4 separate regions of the Mus musculus genome follow, and regions 1, 2 and 3 are each linked to region 4. Evidence: chromatin contacts called from public Hi-C and HiChIP or PLAC-seq data. All regions are on one chromosome and are shown on one strand. Each heading gives the region's core, a stretch centred on a gene start, on an enhancer-like site or on the middle of the called end of the contact. The rest is flanking DNA. Distances are from core to core; before and after follow the strand shown.

What was found. Hi-C and Micro-C count contacts between places; a contact is called where the count stands out from the background. HiChIP or PLAC-seq counts read pairs in DNA pulled down with a chosen protein or histone mark.
Region 1: a contact with region 4 is called in an H3K4me3 HiChIP or PLAC-seq map of bone marrow-derived macrophages, with 3 times the contacts expected there. The contact joins the enhancer-like site here to the promoter of Rnpep in region 4. A contact is called at or near these places in 2 of 484 Hi-C or Micro-C datasets (both in embryonic stem cells), 5 of 115 datasets of contacts at active chromatin or transcription factors (astrocytes, bone marrow-derived macrophages, embryonic stem cells and 2 more) and 2 of 9 other capture datasets (adipose tissue and liver).
Region 2: a Hi-C map of embryonic stem cells shows a contact between it and region 4, with 3 times the contacts expected there. The contact joins the enhancer-like site here to the promoter of Rnpep in region 4. A contact is called at or near these places in 2 of 484 Hi-C or Micro-C datasets (both in embryonic stem cells), 1 of 115 datasets of contacts at active chromatin or transcription factors (pancreatic cancer cells) and 2 of 9 other capture datasets (adipose tissue and liver).
Region 3: an HNF4G HiChIP or PLAC-seq map of pancreatic cancer cells shows a contact between it and region 4. The contact joins the enhancer-like site here to the promoter of Rnpep in region 4. A contact is called at or near these places in 6 of 484 Hi-C or Micro-C datasets (the G1E-ER4 cell line and embryonic stem cells), 6 of 115 datasets of contacts at active chromatin or transcription factors (astrocytes, embryonic forebrain, embryonic stem cells and 3 more) and 3 of 9 other capture datasets (adipose tissue, liver and pancreatic islet).

Annotation. Positions count from the first base shown.
Region 1 is chr1:135,698,003-135,701,134 of GRCm38.p6, reverse strand. No RefSeq gene overlaps it. Among named protein-coding and RNA genes, the nearest start is that of Gm32835, 11 kb to the right of the region's middle. Within about 2 kb of position 1,609, at least 105 of the 459 cell types and tissues checked have an H3K27ac peak or open chromatin away from gene starts, as enhancers often do. A contact at or near this core is called in adipose tissue, bone marrow-derived macrophages and pancreatic cancer cells, where this site is marked.
Region 2 is chr1:135,674,099-135,677,491 of GRCm38.p6, reverse strand. It overlaps a transcript of Nav1 not described here. Among named protein-coding and RNA genes, the nearest start is that of Gm32835, 12 kb to the left of the region's middle. Within about 2 kb of position 1,866, at least 57 of the 459 cell types and tissues checked have an H3K27ac peak or open chromatin away from gene starts, as enhancers often do. A contact at or near this core is called in embryonic stem cells, liver and pancreatic cancer cells, where this site is marked.
Region 3 is chr1:134,984,062-134,987,323 of GRCm38.p6, reverse strand. It overlaps Lgr6 (leucine-rich repeat-containing G protein-coupled receptor 6), which reads left to right. Exons shown (of 18, transcript NM_001033409.3): 18 at 1-971. The coding sequence ends at 388. Among named protein-coding and RNA genes, the nearest start is that of Ube2t, 23 kb to the right of the region's middle. Within about 2 kb of position 1,998, at least 8 of the 459 cell types and tissues checked have an H3K27ac peak or open chromatin away from gene starts, as enhancers often do. A contact at or near this core is called in pancreatic cancer cells, where this site is marked.
Region 4 is chr1:135,282,642-135,285,858 of GRCm38.p6, reverse strand. Rnpep (arginyl aminopeptidase (aminopeptidase B)) reads left to right here and starts at 1,775. Exons shown (of 11, transcript NM_145417.3): 1 at 1,775-2,297. The coding sequence starts at 1,851.

The DNA.
Region 1 (3,132 bases), core at 360-2,859, 420 kb before region 4:
ATTCCTTGTTGTATTATTTTTTATACATCTTATATATCTAAAATGTTTCATAATAATTTTATACAAGTAAGCGTAAGTGCGTACCAAACATCAAATGCTGCAGATGTCAAATTGAGAACTGGAGGCTAGTGATGTAGTTTGATGGTAGAGTGTGCACTTATGTTCGAGGCCTTGGGTTCCATGCTCAGCATAACACAAAAGAGAGAATGATAAGGAGGTGAGAAGTGGAACAAGCAGGTTAGAGGCTGTTGTGAGAAGCCACAGTTCCTTGATAGGAGTGAATTCAGTGCAGTACCCAGAGGAGGCCACACGGTGGCAGCGTAGAGGACTGCGTATACACCCTCAATGGTGTTTAGTGTTCAGTAGGGGTGAACGCAGGTTCTTGTTAACCCAGTTCTGGGTAGAGAAAGAGACTTAGCAATGGGTGGCTTTTGCGTCTGCCTGGGGCCTCTGGACTGCGTTTGTTGGAACTGGCAGGGCCCTAATTGCCCCTTGGGTCCCTGTGATTATTTCAGTAGAGATCCTGGGATAGTTGGGTTCTGTGTTTTGCCTGTTTGTAAAATGAGTTTGAAAAAAAAGTTCAGGGCTGGTGAGATGGCTCAGTGGGTAAGAGCACCCGACTGCTCTTCCGAAGGTCCGAAGTTCAAATCCCAGCAACCACATGGTGGCTCACAACCACCCGTGATGAGATCTGATGCCTCTTCTGGTGCGTCTGAGGACAGCTGCAGTGTACTTACATATAATAAATAAATAAATAAATCTTTAAAAAAAAAGAAAAAAGAAAAAGAAAAAAAAGTTCAGACCGGATGCAAATACTCTAGATGCCAGGTTTCTTAGCAGGAGGCACCCAGATACCATGATAGCAACATCTCTCACAGAAAGGAAGGTAAAATGTCACAGCACCAGAAATCAAGCTGAAATACAAAGTCTCTGTGCTGAAATAAGGAAACTACTCTGGAAAGAGGTGGGGAGGCAAAGAGATAATGATTCTGGCTGAAAACTATTGAGCTACTTGAGAAAGTTGTCTTTCTCCCTTCTCCCGCCTCCACCCCCTTTTATTTTTGTCTCCCTGATGATTGCATTTGGCAGTGGGTGTTGCCAAGTTTCCCAATTTAGTTTTTATTTTTCTTTCTTCTTTTCTTCCTTCCTTCCTTCCTTTTTTTTTTTTTTTTTTTTTTTTTTTGAGATAGGGCTTCTTCTCTGTCCTGGAACTCACTCTGTAAACCAGGCTGGTCTCGAACTCAGAAATCCCCCTGCCTCTGTCTCCCACGTGCTGGGATTAAAGGCATGCACCACCACCACCCGGTTCCGGTTCCTAATTTAGCGTCAAGAGAACTGGCCCCAGGGTTTTCCAGGCCACAGAAGCTGGAGGGAGGACTCGTTCGCTAGTTTGTCGCACTCCCCTCAGAAAATCCAGTCTGGGTTTTATTCTAAAGTCTGCTTTGTCTCTTCAAAGGATCTCCAGATGGGGAGATTCTGAGCTGGGGTATTTCTTCCTACCCCTCCCAGACGGATTGCGAGTTTTTTCCAGTCTGAATTCTCCCTAGGGCTCTCCTCCGCAGACGCGCCCACACCAGCAGGGGTCAGCAGTGTCCTACATCTGGCGGGGCGCTGCCTGCCACATGCGCCATCTCTTCCGGGCGCTGCCAGGGCTGCTGGGGGATTAGAGGGTGCTGTCCTGCTGAGGCCTTGGCACCATTCTAATATGCCGGCCGAGATTCCTCCCCTGAACGTGAAGTGACGTGTGGTCATTAAAAGCGCTGATGTGGATGTGAGCGTATACCGCAGACATCAGCAATGCCAGCTTACCATCTGCTTTTCACCGCCAGGTTTTTAATGTGTATTGGCACGTGCGCCTTACTTTGTGGGTCTAGGTGACAGAGAGTGTGTAGCCTGGATTTATCTTGCTGAGATTTTCTCAAAGACCTGGGGGTTCTGGATTCTACCCAGTACCCAGGATGTCAGCGAGGGACTCATGCCTCCCCAGGCTCTGGGAATGACTGGTGTTCCGGTCTCACTAACGCCAACTCCGTCACACCCAACGCTGCTCAGTGGAACAAATTCTCTCGTAGTAGTGTCAGATCTCTATGGCCAGCGTCTCCGTGACTGATGCCCGGGAAAAGCAAGCTCTGCTCAGCTTCCCGATTCATCCGTAGCCCTGGTGTCTTTTTTTTTTTTTTTTTCACGTCCCCAGTCCATTTTGCAGTTCGCTAATTTGTGCCGAATCCTTCCAGCTCAGGCCACCTTGTTAAATATGAAGGTCCCCAGGGAAATCAGAGATCCTAGAAACATCTGGTTCCTTGGAAGCAGCAGGACTCCCTGCCATCTTCCTGCTTCTCAGTTTTCCCCACTCCGACGTGATGGGGGAGCGAGGAAGGGGCTCTGGCTCGCGTACAGCTGGGGTAAAGCTGAATTGGAAGACTCCAGTTAGTGACTGGGATTCCCAGGGCCCCACGACCTTCCAAGCAGGCTCCCCTGCTGCTGTGACGGGCAGATGCCGGCTTTTCCACATGCCTTTGAAAAGGGGGACTTGGAAGAGGCCTCTCACTAGCCTGCTTTCCTAGGAGTAGAGTTACAGCAGCTGATCTAGACAACAGGTGTGGCTTTCCGTCACAGCTGCTGCAAAGCACATCTGTACTAACAAGAAGGCGGCAGTCACAGCTTGGCCCATCAGTCACCAAAGCACACCTCGGATTTCGGGGGAGTGCCTGAAAAGGCACGAGTGAAGGTTGGAGAGACTCAGATCAGCTTTGACAGAGCCCTTTTACCCTGGAAATGCCACAGCGGCCACCTCGGCCCTTGCAGTTTCATTGGTCTACAGCATAGGAATGGGGGAAGAGATCTTCTTCTCTGGGTAGCACCCCAGCCCCTGGACTGCAGCCAATTTCCCTTTCTGGCCAATGGAGCCCAGAACTTTTCAGGGTGGAGCTCAGAATCCAGGCTCTTCCAGGAAGCCAGAAGTGTGGAGGGTTTTTACAGTGGTTCTCAACCTTCCTAAGGCTGCGACCCTTTAACAGTTCCTCATGTTGTGGTGAGCCCCAAAACATAAAATTATTTTTGTTACTACTTCATAACTGTAATTCTGTGATCGTTATGAACCCTAATGTAAATATTTTTTTGAGATAGAGGGTT
Region 2 (3,393 bases), core at 617-3,116, 390 kb before region 4:
CTCTGAGATATATAATCCCACTGAGTCCACTGGGCCCCAGACTGCAGTGTGTGTGTGTGTGTGTGTGTGTGTGTGTGTGTGTGTGTGTGTGTGTGTAATGAGTGTGACCCGACTGCAGTGTGTGTGTGTGTGTGTGTGTGTGTGTGTGTGTGTAATGAGTGTGACCCGAGGTTTTGTTTGGCAAGACTGACCCATTATCTGGTCTAGTCTGTGTCTCAGAGTATTACAAATAGCACTGGCTTCAGAAGGAGGGATCGCAGATGTAACTGAGGCAAAAAATATGGAAAGGTGGGAGGTTTGAATTGGCTTGTGGGTTAAAAGGCAGATGGGTCCATCTCCATGACAATGGGACATCCGGGAGCTCTCTGCCTAGTTGCCTCTGAGGCAGAGCTCTGCCTTACAAAGCTGGAAAGAGCCAGGCTCCGTGGTCCTAGGGCTGAGGTTGCTGCTCTGTTTTCTTCCACCTGCATCTTTGTACTAAGCCTGGACAGGGTCCTAAATAGGCCTGGCGAGATTCAGAGAAGGAAATAGGATCCCGCAGTCCCCTGCAGTCTTCTGAAAATCTAGACTTCCTTACAAATAAAAAGGAAATGCCCTCTTTCTTTTTTGTTGTATATGATTTTCATTTAAATCAAAATAAAATTTACCAACAGTCATGTGAACAGATCGTAAGTGTCTGGTTTGATGTGTTTTTGACGACACAGAACTGTTCCAAGAGCCTATCCCCCGTCCCCGTCCTTTTCATCAGTAGATAACCCCCACAGCTGTGTCACAGAGCTGATGTGTATCGCCATAAATTAGTTTTGTCTATAATGAATTCTATAAGAACGAATAGTGGAATGTGTTCTAGTTTGAGTCTGATGTTTTAGCCGAGCATAAATTACTTACAGGTAAAAGAAATTTTTTGGTTCTGCCAAGTTTGATAGACACATCCTCCTTGAGCTGTAGGATTTGGTTTGTGTTGTGTTGTTTGTGTTGTTTCTGCACAGTCTCACAGTGTGATCCAGCCTCGGCTCAGACTTGTAGCAATCCTCCTGCTTATCTCCGTGCATTCTGGGATTGCTGACATAATCGAACACACTCAGCCCTTTGCGTCTTTTCGTTTCTGATATGAAAGGACCACAGCTTATAAGCTGTGGTCCTTAATTACACCACCGGGCAACTGTGATACCCATCGGGGTTCCGAGGGCTCGGATACACCAGTAGGGAGATGAGCATGGTCTTTGTACTTGGGAGGGTAAAGTCAGGTAATCACAACTTCCAGGCAAACCTGGGCTCCACTGTCAGTCTGAGGCCAGCCTGGGCAACTCAGTGCAACCCAACCCAGGGAGGGTGAAAGGAGAGAAGAGTAAAAGCAATTGTGGCAACCCTTAGAGGAGTCCTAGACGTGTCCTTGTTGACTTTGTTTCTAGACCATCTTTGGTTCCTATGGTGACCTTCCATTCTGTTCTAGACTGCAGCCACCTCCACCCTGTGCAGTGCAGACTCTTCCTCGGTAGAGGGTGGTGTGCTCTCTCCAAGTTCACTGGTCTGTATTGAACTGGTGTGTGTCAACAGGCAGGTGTGTCTGTCCCTGCCTGTGAAAGACAAAGGGGCCTGAGCAGAACAGGGTCCTGTTGGTGACGGAGAGGGTGGAGACCCCGAGGGGGGCAGCCGGCTAACAGGGGTATTGTCCCAGGCGGGGGTGGGATTGGGGGTTGTGTGTGACTGTGCACGGTTGGGAACCCAGCACTCAGCATGAGTCTGATTCACAGGGAGCGTTGATAAAGCAATGTTGATGACTAATGGTCTGGAAAAGGGGAGCTGGGGCAACAAACCCACTGCCACACTCCAGCTATGGAAGGTCTGAGCTTAGCCCCGCTGGGAGAGGAAGGACAGATAAGGTTTCACAAAGGAACACCCAGCAGGGTGGAGCGATTGCGGTCTGTGGGAGATACACAATGGCTGGAGAGCCAAGAGCAGGAGCAGTATTTTTAGAGGATCACTGGCCTAGGAGTGGAACCCTCTGTACCCCTTGGTGCAGCTCATGTAAGCTTCTTTCCTCTTAGAGACCTCCTCCCTCAAGCCGGTGTCATATCAGGTGTCCTGTGGCCGCTGTAACAAACTGGGTGGCAGAAGCTCATCAGTATATGGTGATGCCTGTAATCCCAACATGCAGAGGCTGAGGCAGGAGGATAGAGTTGGAGGCTAACCTGGACTACACAGAAAAGCCCCGTCTCATCGGGGCTAGAAAGAGGGATGGCTCAGTGGTTAAGAACTTTGGCTTTGCTTACTAAGGACCCGAGTTTGGTTCCCAGCACCCACTTGTAACTCTAGTCTCAGAGAATCCAATGTGTTCCTCTGGCCCCCAGGCAGGCAGATGGTATACATACATACATACATACATACATACTACATACATACTACATACATACATACATACATACATGCAGAAAAACAGCCATACACATAAAATAACTGAATAGTTTTGATTTTTTTAAACTCTTTTATTTACATGTATGTCTCTCCAATCCCAACAAGTAAATCTAAAAAGAAAAAGCTAGTTTCGGTAGTGCGTTCTTTAATCCCAGCAGAGGCAGGTCTACATAGAGAGTTCCAAGCCAGCCAGAGTCACGTGGTGAGACACTGCCTCAAACACAAACAAACAAGCTATTTTGTATAGTGTCTCAGAAAACTGAACAAACAACAAGATTCCTCCAAGAAGTTCATTTGTTTACGGTTTTAGCAACTGAAAGTCTAAAATCAAGATAACAGTAGGGCAAGGGCTGGAGGGCTAGCTCAGTGTTGAGACCACTGGCTATTCTTTCAGAGAACCCATATTCAATTTTCAGAACCTACATGATGGCTCACAACTGTCTGTACCTCCTGTTCCAGGGGATTCAACATCCTCCTCTGGCCTTTGTGGGCACTGGGCATCAACATGGTACACAGACATGCATGCAGGCAAAACACCCATACACATACAATGACAAATAAGTCCTTAAAAAACAGTAGTGTCACATTCATACCATGAAACCCACAGCGAAGAGTCCCTCTTGCCTCTTCTCACTGCCAGTGTTTGCCAGCACTTGGCCTCCCTTGGTCTGCAGATCCATCAATCCAGACTTCCTCTCCATCACTATGGTCCATCACTATGGAGACCACATGGTTTTCCTGTGGCCCTCTCATATTGTCTGATTGCTGTGTGTGTCTGTGTCCAAATGGCCCTCTTGTTAGTACAGAGGTCATATCGGGTGAGAGACCCACTTCCTACCTCGACCAGACGTCATTTTAACCAATTATATCTGCCATGACCCTACTCCAAATAAAACCATCTTCTGAGAAAAATTGGAATTCAACTGTCTTTACTGGTGACACCTTCAGTCCACCCGAAGATGCCACCACAGCTGGAGT
Region 3 (3,262 bases), core at 749-3,248, 300 kb after region 4:
GCGGCTCTGGCCAAGCCCTCGGTCCCCAGGGCCCCTAGCCTACGCTGCAGCCGGTGAGCTGGAGAAGAGCTCCTGCGACTCCACCCAAGCGCTGGTGGCTTTCTCAGATGTGGATCTTATTCTGGAAGCTTCTGAGGCTGGGCAGCCTCCTGGGCTAGAGACCTATGGCTTCCCTTCAGTGACCCTCATCTCCCGACATCAGCCGGGGGCTACCAGGCTGGAGGGAAACCATTTTGTAGAGTCTGATGGAACCAAGTTTGGGAACCCACAACCTCCCATGAAGGGAGAACTGCTGCTGAAGGCAGAGGGAGCCACTTTGGCAGGCTGTGGCTCTTCCGTGGGTGGAGCCCTCTGGCCCTCTGGCTCTCTCTTTGCCTCTCACTTGTAAATATCCCTCTCTGTTTGTCCTCTTCCCGTCCAATGATGGCTGCTTATAAAAGAAAGACAACTCCAACTCCATAGCAAGATGGCCAACACCTCTGACTCCATTGTTCTCTCTCCACGACCCCTAACCAATGAGTGCTTCCAAGTCTTGCTTTGTCTTGGCCTTCAGCTTCACTTTCACCCTGGGCCTTCTCTGTCCAATCCAATACTTCTGACAGAGGCCTGGGAAATTTGCATAGGAGAAAGGAGAAAAGCAAAAGACAGTGAAGGTTATGGGGCCCTGACAGAGCCATGATCAGTAAGTGCAGAGTGATGGGGAGGTCTCACAGAGCATGACACTGGAAGACAACTACCAAAGACATTGGAGAGTCTCCCCTGTGACATATAGAATATAAAATGTGTTTTGTGTTCCATTAATCTTGACCTATGCTGTGCCAAAGTGCTTCCTGTTAAAATACACTTTGGAAGACATTGCATATTATGTCCCTTTCTTAGAGTCATGGGGTCATGTTAGTGTCTAAAAGGTCCTGAGAATTAGGACTTTTTGGCTTAATTACTACAGCAATTAAACTTAATTATTTGATGATACCTATATATTTGCTTTTCATGAAACACTTACAAATCTCTCATAGAACTTTATGGTTTTTCTCCCGGGGAATCATCTTCATACCATGGAGTACTACCCTATGACATCATAAGATGCCACCCTCTTTCAAAGCCCCTATGAAGCCAACCTGGGGTGAAGTGCCAGAGGTGACTGATGATCCGTCATCCAGGACAGATTTTGCATTCTGCTCCCCTCCCCACCTCACTTATCCTACTGGAACAGACACCTGGAGGAGCCTGCCCCATCTCCAAGGTGGGGCGGGGGGAAAGAGACCTTGATGTGTTCCCACACCACACCGACCCCAAGCAGTAATGAAATTTCTGCCCTCAGCAAGACAGGATTCTCAGGTCCTGGTAAGATATACACTGAGAAGTCTGTGGTTCTCTGGGCTTCCCCGAACTCTATGCTAACTTTGTATGGTTTTACATTGTATGCATCTCACTATGGCCTGGACCTCTCTTCTCATCCCAATCCTGTTACTGGTAGGGATGGAAAACCCAAGAGAAGGGATATTTGTATTGTGAATATTGCATTTTAGGGAGTGCTGTGGCTATCTGGGACTCCTGGATGCCCCCAACAGGCCTTTGATTCTTCTGCCTCTCTCCTCTTGATCTTTCTTACCCTCTGCTTCCCCAAGTGCAGTTGAGGTTCTATGCAGTGCCTCCGCCTCACTCCAAACACGGGAATTCAATCTCAGAGAGAGGAGGTAACAAGTGGGGAGAAGCCAAGACTCAGCAATAGACGATAATTGCTCCTGGGATTGCCCCCAACACCATTTACCTAGAAAGGACCAAGTTTGGATCCTGAAGCCCAGTGGAGCACCATTCTCTGCCTGAATCCTGTTGTGATCCCTAGCCAAGTCCTCTTTCCAAAAACTCCACCTTTAAAACAAGCTGAGAAGGCCCTTCTCTAAGTTTAATAGTTAACTTTCCATAGCTTAGCTTCTCTGCGGTCTCCTGAGTGCCCAGTGAAAATTCTGCCATAGGTCAACAAGTGAGGTGGAGAGATGAGTCAGAGGCCATGCATGGAGCTCAGAACATTTCCAAACCTCCTGTGATTCACTGAGTAGCCCCTAGACTCTAGAAGGCTCAGAAGCAGAAAAGGATGACTTTATTATTCCTTAGGGTCTTCTCATGGGGCCAGTTTCAGGAAGGGCATTCACCAAATGATGGCAGATTTATTTATCAATTGTTTCTGGGTGCCTGATTTCTTTATTTCCCCCGGGCTATGAGAGCCCTTGGTGGGAGGTCCCCCCACCTTGAGAATTGGTGGGTTTTGGTTTTTTTGTTTTTTTGTTTTTTTTTTTTTATTTCCTAGGGTTGGCTATTTTAGTTAGGGTTTTACTGCTGTGAAGAGATACCATGACCAAGGCAACTCTCATAAGGACAACATTTAATTGGGGCTGGTTTGCAGGTTTAGAGGTTCAGTCCATTATCATCAAGGTGAGAACATGGCAGAATCCAGGCAAGCACAGTGCAGGAGGAGCTGAGAGTTCTACATCTTCATCTGAAGGTTGCTAGCAGAATACTCACTTCCAGGCAGCTAAGGACTAAGGTATTAAAGCCCACACCCACAGTGACCCATCTACTCCAACAAGGCCACACCTCCTAATAGTCCCACTCCCTGATCCAAGCATATACAAACTATCACAATGGCAAAATTGGCATTCTTTTGGGGAGGCTTGACTTACAGCAAGTTACCTAGATTTTTACCCTGCTCTCTCCACCTACATCACTATGAGATCATTCTCCCCTTTGGAGTCAAGGAACTAGCCTTGGAGTGAAGTGGCCATGTGTTGGTGGTCTAAGAATGTAGGCATTGTTCCTTAAAGAGGTCTTCTATGAGAGTGAGCCAGCCCCTTTGGGCTGCAAGCTTTAGCATGGCACAGTTGTCACCTTACTGTCTGCTTCTAAATCTGGACATCAGCCAAAGTTCAACATTCTAATTAGAGAAGAGGCAAGGGAGGAGAGAGTTGAAGTTCCATAAACTTTTATTTAAACGTCTAGCTAGGAGTGGTGGTGCCAGTGTGGAGGTGGCAAGATCGAGTGTTAGGGTCATCCTCAGCTACATAATGAGTTTGAGGCTATCCTAGGCTACATGAGACTCTGTCTCAAAAAACAAAAGCAAGCAAGCAAGCAAACAAAACCTCCAACTACTAGTTCATATACATTTACCCCAAATAAGATTGAGTAGTTAAGTTTCCTTGTGTTTTACTTTGGGCCAAATTTCTAGCAAGCCAGAATGTTAGTACTTTGGTTATCTCCTTTGTGG
Region 4 (3,217 bases), core at 526-3,025:
ATATATACCTTTAATTGTTGTTTTCCTCCTCCAAAGACATGAACAAATATCTGTTCACTATGGCTAGGGGTACTCTGGACTACTGAAGAAACATACCCAAAGCTCCACAAAAAAAGAGTGTCCTCTGTCCCTGCATGGTCCCTATTTCTTTTCCTTTCCTTTCTTTTCTTTTTTTTTTTAAAGATTTATATATTTTATTTATATGAGTACACTGTAGCTGTCTTCAGACACACCAGAAGAGGGCATCGGATCCCATTACTGATGGTTGTGAGTCACCATGTGGTTGCTGGGAATTGAACTCAGGACCTCTGGAAGAGCAGTCAGTGCTCTTAACCACTGAGCCACCTCTCCAGCCCATAGTCCCTATTTCTATAACCTCGAGAACCTTGTCACATTCTGAGCTACCTAAATTGTATGACCTTCTTTCTTCTTTAAGACTGAAAAGTGCCGGGTGTGGTGGCATACACCTTTAATCCTAGCACTCGGGAGGCAGAGGCAGGCAAATTTCTGAGTTCCAGGCCAGCCTGGTCTACAAAGTGAGTTCCAGGACAGCCAGGGCTATACAGAGAAACCCTGTCTCCACAAACCAAAAAAAAAAAAAAAAAAAAAAAAAAAAAGACTGAAAAGTTTCAATCCCTAGGAAATGGCTACACTTAATCTCTTCATTTGTTGCCTCTGCAAGGCACTGTCACAGAAGAGAAACAAAATGTAGCGCTGTGTCCAGCTCAAACTGAGCCACACAAGGAAAATACAAAGAACATGCAATGGGCGACTAAGCATTTCCATGCGTGCAGGGATGAGGGTGTAGCTCAAAGGCAGAGTGCTTGTTTAGGGTACTTAAGGCCCTACATTTGATCTCCAGCATTGATAAACAAATATTATCTAGGAAGGGTGTAATCCCATAACTCCTCAAGCTGATGTAGGATGGCTATTTTGAGACTACCTTGGGCTACATAGTAACACAATAATTTTTTTTAAAGTTGCATGATTTCAATAGCTAGGGAGTTTAACTAGTCTTAATGAACTCATTTAAAAATCTAACTTGAGGGTAGAGAGATGGCCCAGCGGTTGAGAGTCCTTGGCTGCTCTTGTAGAGGACCTGGTTTGGTTCCCAGCATCCAATGACAACTTACAAGGTCTGTAACTCCAGTTCCAGGGGGTCCGACTCTATCTGCAGGCACTAGGCATACGTGCGGGCAGAACACCCATCCATATTTTTTCAAAAGAAAAAATTAAAAATAGAAACAACTAAATTTAAGTTGAGTGGGAACATATAGATATATAACAACCACAAAACGTCTCTGGTCCTGACACAAAAGCGTTAAAGATCTGTGTGCCTGGGGTTGCGGGGGTTTGTGTGTGTGTGTGTGTGTGTGTGTGTGTGTGTGTGTGTGTGTGGCTATTTACTAAGCACGCTAGACATCTTCCTTGACGGAAGAACAGCATTACAACTCCTGTTTTACAATTCATTCAAGATGTCACACATGTCCTAATGACTGGCCTAGTGGAGAGAGTGAGTGAAATTTCAAACCCAGAGCCTTTCAATCCAGGTTCTGGTCCCCTGCATCTTGCAGACTGCTTAGAAGATGGGGAATCCTCAAGGGTGACCTGGAACTAGGGTGACCCACCACACCACCTACTTCGGTCTCAGGGTAGCACAGGAACCTGTGTGAAGCAGGAAGAGGGGTTGTGTGCCACAAGGGAGGGGACAGCCCCAGGGGGTTAGGGGCTGTGGCCGCCCGAATTCCTCGGAGGGCGGGGCGCATGGTGGCGCGTCGCCTCGAGGCGGAGCCTGCCAAGACCCGAGGAGCGACCGACCTTCCTGGCGGGTGAGCAACCGCTCAGGAGCCATGGAGAGCGGCGGACCAGGCAACTACAGCGCGGCCGCCCGGCGGCCACTGCACTCGGCCCAAGCCGTGGACGTGGCCTCGGCCTCCAGCTTCCGCGCCTTCGAGATCCTGCACCTGCACCTGGACCTGCGGGCCGAGTTCGGGCCTCCGGGCCCGGGTCCGGGAAGCCGCGGATTGAGCGGCACGGCGACGCTGGAGCTGCGTTGTTTGCTTCCCGAGGGCGCCTCGGAGCTGCGGCTCGACTCGCACAGCTGCTTGGAGGTGACGGCGGCGACGCTGCGACGGGGACAGCCGGGAGACCAGCAGGCGCCGGCAGAGCCCGTGCCTTTCCACACACAGCCCTTCTCGCACTATGGCCAGGCCCTGTGCGTGGCCTTCCGGCAGCCCTGCGGTGCCGCCGATCGCTTCGAGCTGGAGCTCACCTACCGCGTCGGGGAGGGACCCGGGGTGAGTGCGCGCGGGGCGCCCGGGCCACCGGCCTCTCTCAGCCCCCTTGGCCAGCCTGCTGCTCCTAAGCAGCCCAGAGATGGAGAGCAGGAAATCTGGCTCTGCTTCCGCAGCTTCCGCGGGAGATCCCCGTGCCCCTACTCTCTTCCCCAGAAGCCGGCTTTGGATTCCTGCCCCGTGCTCCCCATTCCTGGGCTCGAACCTCTCCAGCCGGTGCTTTGTTCCTCCTACCCGTCCTTCCTTCCTGCCTTCCTGGTCTCTGTCGGGATTATTTGCCTTAGATTGCCCTGCCTCACCTCTGACACACACGTGCTGGACCGACTTGTCCGCTAGCCTCTGTCTTTTCAGGATGAGAAACTTGCTTCGCAAACTTTGCTTTTTGTTTTGTTTTATAATTCTCCTTGCTGGAGCCTGGACAGTGTTGGTTAATTAGCTGGATGCTGACAGGGTCCTTTCATGTGCTAGCAAGCCCTTTTGGTTGCACAGGTTAAAACAGCCCGAGAAGCATTTTTACTTCCTCCTTTGAAATCCTGCTATTGACTTAAAAGAATCCGAGCAAAAATGGGAATGTGTAATTAGAGTACTCTAGACTTTATAATAATTCAGCCTTCTCAATAACGGTTGGCTCTTAAGTCTTAAGGTTTTCAGAGTTGGATGAATATTGGAAGTTTAGGTAACTATTCATAGCGGACATTTGTAAGAGTGACAGCCTTAGGCTGGGTTACAAGGTTCACCAAAGCTGTTGGCAGACTATTGGAGCTTGCTTATCCAGCTAACAGTTCCCCTTTACTGACCCAAAGAGCACTTGACTTCCTCCTTTGATTGGAGGAATAAGCGAGCCTTGCGATAGAACTTGTTGGGAAACTGAAAGCACCATGGTTTAACCTAGCACCAAAAGCAAAGCCAAGTTCCCGTCGGTG